Linked DNA regions of Neogale vison: region 2 is linked to region 1. Evidence: chromatin contacts called from public Hi-C data. All regions are on one chromosome and are shown on one strand. Each heading gives the region's core, a stretch centred on a gene start, on an enhancer-like site or on the middle of the called end of the contact. The rest is flanking DNA. Distances are from core to core; before and after follow the strand shown.

What was found. A called contact is a pair of places that touch in the nucleus more often than the background predicts.
Region 2: a contact with region 1 is called in a Hi-C map of muscle, with 5 times the contacts expected there. The contact joins the promoter of KLF4 here to the enhancer-like site in region 1. A contact is called at or near these places in 2 of 3 Hi-C or Micro-C datasets (fibroblasts and muscle).

What each region holds. Positions count from the first base shown.
Region 1 is chr9:24,284,186-24,289,211 of ASM_NN_V1, reverse strand. No RefSeq gene overlaps it. Among named protein-coding and RNA genes, the nearest start is that of KLF4, 550 kb to the left of the region's middle. Within about 2 kb of position 2,366, the one cell type or tissue checked has open chromatin away from gene starts, as enhancers often do. A contact at or near this core is called in fibroblasts, where this site is marked.
Region 2 is chr9:24,831,199-24,836,551 of ASM_NN_V1, reverse strand. It overlaps KLF4 (Krueppel-like factor 4), which reads right to left and starts at 3,928. Exons shown (of 4, transcript XM_044265192.1): 1 at 3,494-3,928; 2 at 3,261-3,381; 3 at 1,345-2,602; 4 at 1-268. The coding sequence starts at 3,498. The coding sequence ends at 93.

The DNA.
Region 1 (5,026 bases), core at 1,117-3,616:
CTTCCTGGCACACTCATTCCACACTCTGCCTATCTGGTAAATTCCTCCGGGATTAAACTCCACATTGCATCAGAAGGAAAGGAGATGTTTCTTCTTACTTCTCTCAGGCTGTGTTTGATATTCTTTCCTCTCCCCACCCTCCCTGTTTGACCCTTAGTAACCTTTCACTGAAGAATACTGAGTATTCTGCGCAAAGAGCATGTTCAGGTTCACGTAGCAAAACGATCATTCAGGAGGCAGTACTGAGTAGTACGTGAATAGCAACTGCCTGCCCGGTATTTCACGAAGCATTCGGGGAGACATGATGACGACCCAAAGTTCCTGCTCTCTGGAAGCCCATGGTCTCTTGGGAGAACAGGCATCTTCTGAGAATGTGAGAGAAGGCATAGAAGATGAGGAAATTTCTGGAAATCGTCATGTACTCCCTGTCTTCAGCAGTGAAACTCATTTTCTAAGAAATTTCTTCCTATATAGTTTATAATATACATATGCATATTATGTATATATACATATATTTGTAAGTATGTTTATGCAACCTATTATGTACATATAGTACATATAGTACATAATATATGGACTATATATGTGTATATATAGTACTACTATATATGTGTGTGTATAATATATACATAGTATGTTGCAGCAGTTAACAAAGTCTTCAGCCTGGAACCTCTTTCTCAGCTGAAAGGTTAGGTGGAAACAATAATAGGATAAGGAGGCAGAAGTCTCTCTTTCCATGTTCCAGTCCTAATCCGTGACTGGCTGGGCTGATCCTGGCTCCTGACGGTCAGCTGTGGCTGTGTTGAGTAAAACCGTGTTGAGTTCAGTGACAGACTATCACAAGCCACATGCTTTGACAAGACTTGACACTGTCCACTCTTCCTACAACAGCCTACGGACCCAAGGGCAAGTCGGTCTGGTCACCTTTCAAAGGGTCCCTCTCTCTAAGTTTCGGGAACATTCTATGCTGTCTTCCATACACTGATGTCACCCCTTGGATAAATGCTCCCTTCTCCTTGAGGAACTTTTGTTACTTCATAAACTGGGGTTAGTATCATACCCGGCTGTTTGCCTTACTTCCCGAACCTTCCACCCACTACCATAAAAACCTGCGCATTTTGTCATTCAATTTTTTTTTCAATCCTTGAGCTGTCTCAAGGGATTGGGCTATGTCTTGAACGTGTATTTCTTTATTCCTAGCACCTGGTTGATTGCCTAAAATATTAAAGTCACTAAGATGTTTTGGATTTTTTTTTTATTGTTAAATGCAGACTGAAGGAATGATGAGTACATGAAGAGTATTTAGCTGTCATCCAGACTGCTTTAAAGTTTCCAGACGAGGTTTGAAATTTGGAAGAAAGAAGCTGAACACCCTGCGTGTTCTCAGCGATTCTCTGCCACACTTTTGGGGATGAGTCGTTCCAGTGCCATTTTGCAGGTGTCAGGATCGAGCTGTGAGGCAGCGGGAGGGCGGACACTCCCACCTGCCTCTCTAGGGCCTGAGCCTTTGTTCTTTCCACTCCTAACATCACACAGCCTCCCTCCTGGTGCATGAAGCCTCCCTCCCGGTGAGGGAGGCAGCAACGATGCCCCATCCACTCCGGCTCTCAGGGAGTTCTCCAGAGTGGCCGGGCATTTCCATTACAAGAAGCTCCTTTGGGCCAGCATGGCAGCAGTCCCTTGGGAGACCCACTGAGCCCTCTGCTCTGCGACAGAGCCAGCGGCAGAAGGCACAGCCAACCCCTTCCAATCAAAGGAAATCCTGAAAAAACATCTTTGGGGATCTACTGTGCATTCTCCCCGTCATGGTCCTTGGCAATACATAATTCACGAAAAGACATCAGCTCATGCCAAGGTGGACTTCAAAGAGCGTGGGGGAACAATGCCAGAACCCTCCATTTGGCGGCTGTGTCATCTGGCCATTCCAGAAGTGAATTCGCGGAGAGGGGGATGAAGGGAATGCCTGCCTCCCCTCCCTCTGATTCGTGGGAACTCTGCGTCTGCACGAACAGGAGGGACGAGCAGCTCACTAGTCTTTCAAGAACATTTTTCCCAGCTCCAAGCCTTAGCGCGCGCCCTTGAACTGCTGCTGTGACATGTGTTCTGAACGAGTCCCAAACAAGTGCAAACACAACAGCCTCTCCTGATCAATGCGGCACGGCTAAAAGGATGGAATCCAAACCATGAGCCCAGAGAACAGAAAGTCCCGGCGCTTCGGTCTGTGCAAGTTGCCGTGAGCTCCAGCCATGCATCCCGCGGCCAAGGATGGGTGGCCCCCGAGCAGGAAACTCTTTGGCAGCCTCTGCTGCGTGCTTTGCCTGCTGAGAAGAGCACACCCTGGCCTCGGTTACTGCCCTTATAAAACAGCTCAGGGAGGACTTGAGCCAAATGTTTTAAATGTGCCTGGAAGAAAAATGTTAACTATGAATCCGAGCGGTAGAACAGTACAGTGCAACTACGACAACACGCTGTGCAGCTCCCTGGGGTGGGCGGGGTGGGAGGGGGTGTTGAGCAGGCAAGTGCAGCTGCTGGCCGAGTCTCCCTCTGGGGCCATCCTCCTGGGGCCAGGGTTGCCTGGACGACCCCTCTGCAACAGAATCTGAGAAATGGGGGCTCGTGCAGCTGTGGCGAGTCTTTGAATTTCCAGAATGCTCCCAATTAGGAGAGGCTGTACTAACCCTTTAGTCTGCATATCAACAGAGGAAGAAACTGAAGGCCATAAAGGTGAAGCACAAGGTCTAGCATTTTTTTTAAAATTAAAATTCATTCCGCATGTTTTTCAATCCACACGTTGCAGAAGGAAACTAGAAGGGATTGCATGTCTTTCACGACCAGTGTCTACGATCTACCAGGCACTGTCCTAGGTATTTTTCCCATGCCTGATTGAATTTGTAATACAGTCTTACAAAGGAGTATCAGTGCCTGTACTTTAGAGAGAAGGACATGAAAACTTCAGGTGTTTATGCAAATTGTTTACCCAGTAAGGGCTGAAACAAGGATTCAAACATGAGTGTCCCTGACTCCAAAGTATGTGTTCTCTTCATTGTACTAAAATGCCATTCAACTGGCATCAGAGGTGCCTGTTGTGTTTCTGAGTTATGGGCACACATTTTCCCCTAATAATTCTAATGAAGATATTCAGAGGAGGTAATTAGAGCCATCTCTGAGTACATCCATGAGGAGAAAACCTACTTTGCCCTACTTTTTGGTGAAATACTGGAAGCATTACAATCAATATAAAGAAAAAGATCCTGGAAGCCACTGGTGACATTAATACTTATCTTTCTGGGCATCTTACCAATACAACAAAGCAAGAATCAGAAAAATGAAGCAAAAATCCCAGTGAAAGGATGTAAGACTGTTAATTTTTTAGAACTGATTATATAATGTAAAACTAAAGGGGAAAAAAAGCTGAAAAGACTATCAGCGCTATAATAGAGCCCAGTAACTTAGCCATATAAGATCAAGAATAAAATCAGTAACTTTTTCTTATAGCAGCAACATCCATTTAAAAAACACAATGGAAAAAAAGATTGATTATACTTACATTAAAATATACTCCTGGAGAGTTTTACTAAAATTGTGCACTCTGTGGAAATGAAACCTCAAAATTTCATAGGGACTCAAAAGAAATTTTACAAAATCAAGAGAGATTTCAAGTCCCCAGATGAGAGAAATGAATGAAGATGCCAGATGTTTCAAAACTAATAAGCAAGCTAATCATGACAATAGTGGGGTTCTTACATTAAGAAAATGGTTGCAGAGTTATGCAAAAAAGGATGAAGAGATGAGTGAAATTGCTAAGACCAAGCTTGAAACAAGAGAAATGAGAGGAAGTTTGCCTACTAAAACATTATAAATATGACTGTCATTAAAACAGAATCTTGTTGTCCAAAGACTAGACAGCTGTATCGGTAGAATATGACAGAAAGTTCTAGAACAGTTTTGTTTTTCTTTTTAGATTTTATTTATTTATCTGACAGAAAGAGACAGCACAAGCACAGGGAAGAGCAGGAAGGAAGGGAGAAGCAGACTCTCTGCTGAGCAGGGAGCCAGATGTGGGTCTTGATCCCAGGACCCTGGGATTGTGGCGTGAGTTGAAGGCATACCCCTAACCCATCGAGCCACCCAGGCACCCCTAGAGCAATTTTAATATACTATGTGATAAGTTAATATATGATAACAATGGAAGCAGCAAAATTCAAAGAAGGGAAAGTACAAAATTCACCAAATGATACTGGGAAGTGTGGCTAAAATATGGGGGGAAATAAACTTTTAACTAATCCTCACCTCAGAGATCCAACAATTCAAATTCCATTTGTTTAATAGATCTACGTGAAAACAAGGAAAGTCGTTGTTAAAAAATGAAAATTACAGTAAATATTTAAATTATCTTGAAAAATGGGTCATAACTTCTAAATATAAAATAAATGAAAGAAATCACAAATGATAACATATTGATCACAAGATATTAGACATCTTTACACATTTCAAATACAAAAGTAGATGAGAAAATAAAAATTGGAAAAGCAATTTCAACAATTATGAGCAATAAGGGTTTTATCTCTTTTACGCTTTTTATAAAAGATGGAAGTATAGTTGACACACAGTGTTACATTAGTTTTAGGCTTACAATGTAGTGATTCGACAAGTCTGTACCATGTCCTGTGCTCACAAGTGTAGCTACCATCTGTCACCATGCAACGCTACTACACTGACTACATTCCCTATGCTGTGCCTTTTACCAAGGGTTTAACATTTTTTAAAAGAATTATGTATTTATTTTAAAGACCGAGAGAGAGAGAGAGAGCGTGAGCACACAGAGGGAGGGGCAGAAGGAGAGGGAGAGAGGCAGACCCCCTGAGCGTAGAGCTCAACCCAGGGCTCCATCTCATGACCCAGGAGATAATGACCTGAGTTGAAACCCAGAGTCAGATACTTAAATGACTGAGCCACCCAGGCGCCCCAAAGGGTTTAGTATTTTTAAAGAATATATAAAAATACATTTGACAAATCCTTTTTCTCT
Region 2 (5,353 bases), core at 2,679-5,178, 550 kb before region 1:
GAGTTGGTGGGGGGAGACAGTGTGAAAGATTTTAAAAAAAAATACTGAATTCTCTCTTCTGGCAGTGTGGGTCATATCCACTGTTTGGGGATTTAAAAGTGCCTCTTCATGTGTAAGGCTAGGTGGTCCGACCTGGAGAAGGCCCGGTCGCACTTCTGGCACTGGAAGGGGCGGTGCCCAGTGTGTTTGCGATAGTGCCTGGTCAGTTCATCAGAGCGGGCAAATTTCCACCCACAGCCGTCCCAGTCACAGTGGTAGGGTTTCTCACCTGGCAGAGGAAAAGAAACCCGGTGAAGCCATCCATACCCAACACAGAAATGACTGAACTGGAGCCTGAATGTCAAACCCAACTCCCCCGCAAACATCCCACTCTGAAAGCAGCCAGGGGAGTTTTTAGACCAATTCAAGGCCACATTCAATTTCAGATCATAAATTGGAATATTAAACCTAAACATTCTTTGGGGTTTTTGTGTGTTTTTGTTTTTTTTAAGGAACAGACCTACACTTCTGTATTGCTAACATTTTCATTCTCTTAAGGCCAGATATCACCGTGGTAGATAGATGTTGTCTGCGCATTAGTCTCTCCCCCCCACCCAAACCAATCACTCACATCCTATAGCCCACTACAACTGGGTCAAAAACGCCACCGGCAACTACTTTCTGCATCAGCATTTCTATTATTTTCCTCAGTCTACCCCTAAAATGACCTTATGTACTACACTTAAACGACATGAAAAATTCTCTGCAAGTGACCATCTTAAACCACAATCTTAGCCCTCACAACCGCTTAATTCTTGAAATTCTAGTAAAACCTACTTAACAAGGCTACAACCAAAAATAAAAAGCATTATGAAATTTGGGAACAACCAGTGAAAACTGCCTAAAAATTAAAAACTAGTAACAAGACCTAATTTACTTTTGCACTGCAAAGCGTAATTTCTGTAAGATTTTATTTTTAAGTATCTCTACACCCAACCTGGGGTAGGAACCCACAACCTCGAGATCAAGATTTGCGCCAGCCAGGCGTCCCCGAACTGTAATAATTTCTTGATTACAAGGCCAATGCTTTGCTCAAACAAGGAGAGGCCCACAAACAGCCTGGAATCTCCCTGCCTTTCAAAAACCTAACAGAACTGCATATTCAAGCACTGATACCATCCATCAAGCAAAAGGCTCTTGGGCAAAAAAGGAGGCGCCGGTTTGGTTTGCTGTTCTCGCCTGGGATCCAAGAGATGGAGGAGATAGACTGCCCCACATCTCCAAGGGAGGCCCTGAGAAATGTCCACGGTTAACCAATGGGGCTGCAGGACCAACCCCTCCCCCCGCAGTTTCTGTTCTCCTTACCTGTGTGGGTTCGCAGGTGTGCCTTGAGATGAGAACTCTTCGTGTAGGTTTTACCGCAGCCTGCGTAATCACATGTGTGAGTGGCGGTCCTTTTCCGGGGCCACGATCTTCTCCCCCTCTTTGGTTTTGGCTCCTCCGGCATGCAGGAACCAGGAGGCATGAGCTCTAGGGGTGAAGAAGGTGGGGTCAGCATCATCCCCTGCTCCCCGGAGGGCTGGCACAGGCAGGCGTCCCCAGCCCGAGCTATGAATCCCCAGGACTGACCTTGATAATGGAGCGGTGGGACCTGTGGCTGCATCTGGTCTGGCAAAAAGGGTGGGTAGTTGGGTCCCGGGTGGGGATGAAACCCCGGGGGGAGCGATAGGGCAGGATGACAGTCCCTGCTGCTCAGCAGTTCCTCGGCACCCAGAGTGGGGGTAGTCCTGTTGGGGAGTTGCCGCCCCAAGGGGAAGTCGTGTCCTGGTGGTCGGTGGCCATTACTGAGAGGGGGTCCACTGCCCAAGTGGGCCTCTAAGGGCCGACCGACCGTGCACGACGAGACTGCCTCCTGCTTTATTTTGGGGCACATGCGCGGAGGCCCGCCGCTGTAGGGCGCCACCACGACCGGGTGGCTGCCATCCGGGCTGCCTTTGCTAACACTGATGACCGACGGGCTGCCGTAATCGCTGCCAGGGGCACTCAGCGACGCCTTCAACACAAACTTGCCCATCAGCCCGCCACCTGGCGGCTGCGGCTGCTGCGGCGGGATGTACACTGGGTCCAATTCTGGCCGAAGGAGCTCAGCTACGAAGCCGCCCGAGGGGCTCACGTCGTTGATGTCCGCCAGGTTGAAGGGAGCTGTGGGAGGCGGCACAGACTCCCGGCCATAGAGGAGACCGCCGCCGCCAGTGCTGCCCGGCGCCACGCCCGGGTCCCCTCCGGGCCGGATCGGATAACTGAAGCTGCAGGTGGAGGGCGCGCTGGCAGGACCGCTGCTCGATGGGGAGGACGATGACGACGCTGACGCCGACGAGGACACGGTGGCGGCCACCGACTCCGGATGGGACAGCGAATTGGAGAGGATAAAGTCCAGGTCCAAGAGATCGTTGAACTCCTCCGTCTCCCTCCGAGGTAGGAGAGCAGGATTGGTGCCGCCACACGCCGCGCCGACTCCGCCGCTTTCCAGGTCGGTGGCCACGGTCGCCGCCGCCAGGTCGTAGGGGCGGCCGGGAAGCACCGGGGGAAGTCGCTTCATGTGGGAGAGCTCCTCCCGCCAGCGCTGCGGGTATAGGACGGGGGAGAGAAACCGTCGGTACTGCTCTCCTGCTGCCATACCACGTACCGGCGACCCTGCCCGCGCCTATACCGCCCAGGCACCGGGACCAGAAAGACACCAAGCGCCGGCAGGCTCCAGGTGCCAGAGCTGCGATCTCCGCCCATCCCCGGGCCGGAGAGAGGCGGTGCGTCGGTTTGGAGAATACGGTGTCTGCCCGATTGCGTGAGAGCAGGCGCCGCGGCTCGGCAGCTCCGGTGCTTCCCCAGCCATATCCCAGGGACGCTCCAGCCACCCCCTGGAATTGGGACACCGAAGAGCTCCCTATGCGCCCTCGCCACGGATACGCCTACGCGCAAAGCTCACTCGAGCCCAGCCAGTGTCCAGGGACCCAACCACCTCCCGCCCGGTGGCCCCCGCGCCAGCCTTGCAGCCTGCGAGTTACAAGACGTGTGCGGACCGGGTGTGCGCCCCCGGCGGCTCCCCAGCGTCCGGACCACACGCATGTACAACCGAGCCAAAGACACGGAAACCATCGTAAGACGACTGCGGGGCCACTCCTTCCCTCCGCCGGATGGATCTCGAAGACCCCTGGGCTCCGCCCGTCCCTACCCCACCCACATAAGGCCACTGGACGCTGCCGACCTCTCCGGACAGTACTCACGTTATTCGGGGCACCTGCTGGACGCAGTGTCTTCTCCCTTCCCGCGGGGCCGGACGCGAACGTGGAGAAGGACGGGAGCAGTGCGTCGCTGACAGCCATGTCAGACTCGCCAGGTGGCTGCCTGCGGGCCGGGCGGGGCAGAGGCAGGAGTCAGGGGGCCACTCTCGACCGCCGCTCGGACGCGTCCCACCGGACTTCACCACTCCCAACTCCGCGCCCCACGCTGCACCTACCTCATTAATGTGGGGGCCCAGAAGGTCCTCGGGAGTTCAAAGCAGTGGGGGTACCCAAACCCCAAAATTAGGAGGAAAAAAAAAAAACTTAGAAACCAAGCCAAAACCAAAAGCCCAAAATTGCCCGAAATCCTTCTTTGGATTAAATATAAACGGGAGATGCCTTTTTAAGAAAAGTTCCTTTGTACACGAGAGTTCTTAAAAGTTGTAAACTCGTAAAAACAGACGATGAGCAAAGCGCAAAGCGGTAAATAGGTCCGGTGGCCGAACTGCGCTCTCTTCAACTCAGCAGCGTCCTCCACCACTGTCGCGGTCGCCGCGGCTGTCGCCGTGGGCGCTGGGGCTGTGGCCGGGTTGGCGGGCGGGCGGCGCCGCCAGGTGAGACTGGCCGCAGCGGCGCGGATCTGCGGACTGGGCGGCGGCGCGGGGTGCGAAGTCCGGGGGGCTGCGCTGGGCGCGCGCGGCCATGGGCGCTGGCCGCGGGCGGGTGGGTGGGTGGGGGGCCGGAGGGGCGGGGAGGGGCACTTGGCGGCTCCCGGTGCCGCCGCCGCCCGCCACCGCCTCTGCTCCCCGCGCGCCCGCAGCCGCGCTCGCTGTCTCGGGCCGGGGAACTGCCGGCGGCCGCCGCGCGCTCCTTACTTAACTTCTCGGCTCCCGCCCTACCCCGCCTCCTACCCGCTGTACGCTGCGGCCCGCCGCCAGGCCCCGCCCCCTCCCTTTCTTCTCCCCTCCCTCCTACGGCCCCCCCGCGCGTTGCCATGGCAGCTAAATAAACAAACTCGGCGCACGTGGGGGCGGGGGGGAGGGAGGGGCGCGGGCGGGGCCCGGCCGAGCCGTGACGCCAGCCCGGCAGCTGGCGAGCAGGAGCCGCGCTGACGCCGGCGGTGGCGGCCCCGGCGGCGGCGGCTGTCCCGGTGCGGGGCGGTGCGTACTGGGCGCACGTCCGGTTGCTCTGCGACCTGGGCAGTCTGCGTCGCGGTGGTCCGCTCCGGGGGTTTGAAGCCCGTGGCGGAGGAGTCTGGTAGGGGTTGAGGGGTCGGTTCCGCTCCCCCACCCCCGCTCGGGTCCGTGCTTGCGGCGCACTCTGCGCGCGAGAGAAAAGCGCGATTATCCGCGTGACTCACTCAGCTTTCCGTCCCTCCCCTGCGCACGCAGCAGCCCGGCGCTGGTCTCGGATTGCCAGTGCGGGCTCTTGGCTTGGCTTCGCGGGTTTTTCGTAGGTTCTCCGGCCGGGTGGGATGGGGGTGGGAGGCAAGGAAAGGTGGGTGCCCAGCACTGTGACGGAACTGGGAGTCAGAAAAGGCCTGAAAGGGTGGAAAGAGGTTGGAGCGGGAAGCGGAGTTATTGCTTTGATATTTCGGGCAGCCAGAAAGGGAGTGAAAGGGCTTAACACTGATTGTGGGGTGGAGAAGGCATAGGGGCCGTGAGGCGCAGACACCTTTCAGCCCGAGGATCTCAAGGGCGCAAGCCCGCACCCTCCGTTCCACTTTATGGATGGGCAAACTGAGTCATAAAGAGGTGAAACGGCGAGGTAAAGGTCGGACGGGGAGTTCTCTCCCTTGGCTCAGGTTCCGAGCGGTCAAGCCCACCGAGAGGCACTTAGCTGGAAAGTGGCCACGTGCCAAGAAGTGGAGCGGTGCGGGGGGACCCCGGTTCCCGAAAAGGGCACAACGAGCTCGCGGCAGCCGTTCCTGCCCACCGGGAAGAGAAGAGGAAACGGCGATCGTTATTTCAGCCTTATAACTTTGCCTCCCCACCCCCACAGTCCCCTTAGTTTGTGATCAGTAATTTTCCAGCCGGGAAATGTTTTCGCCCTCATCTCTGCAAACTGACCCCCCCCCCCCCGAACGTGAGTGTGGT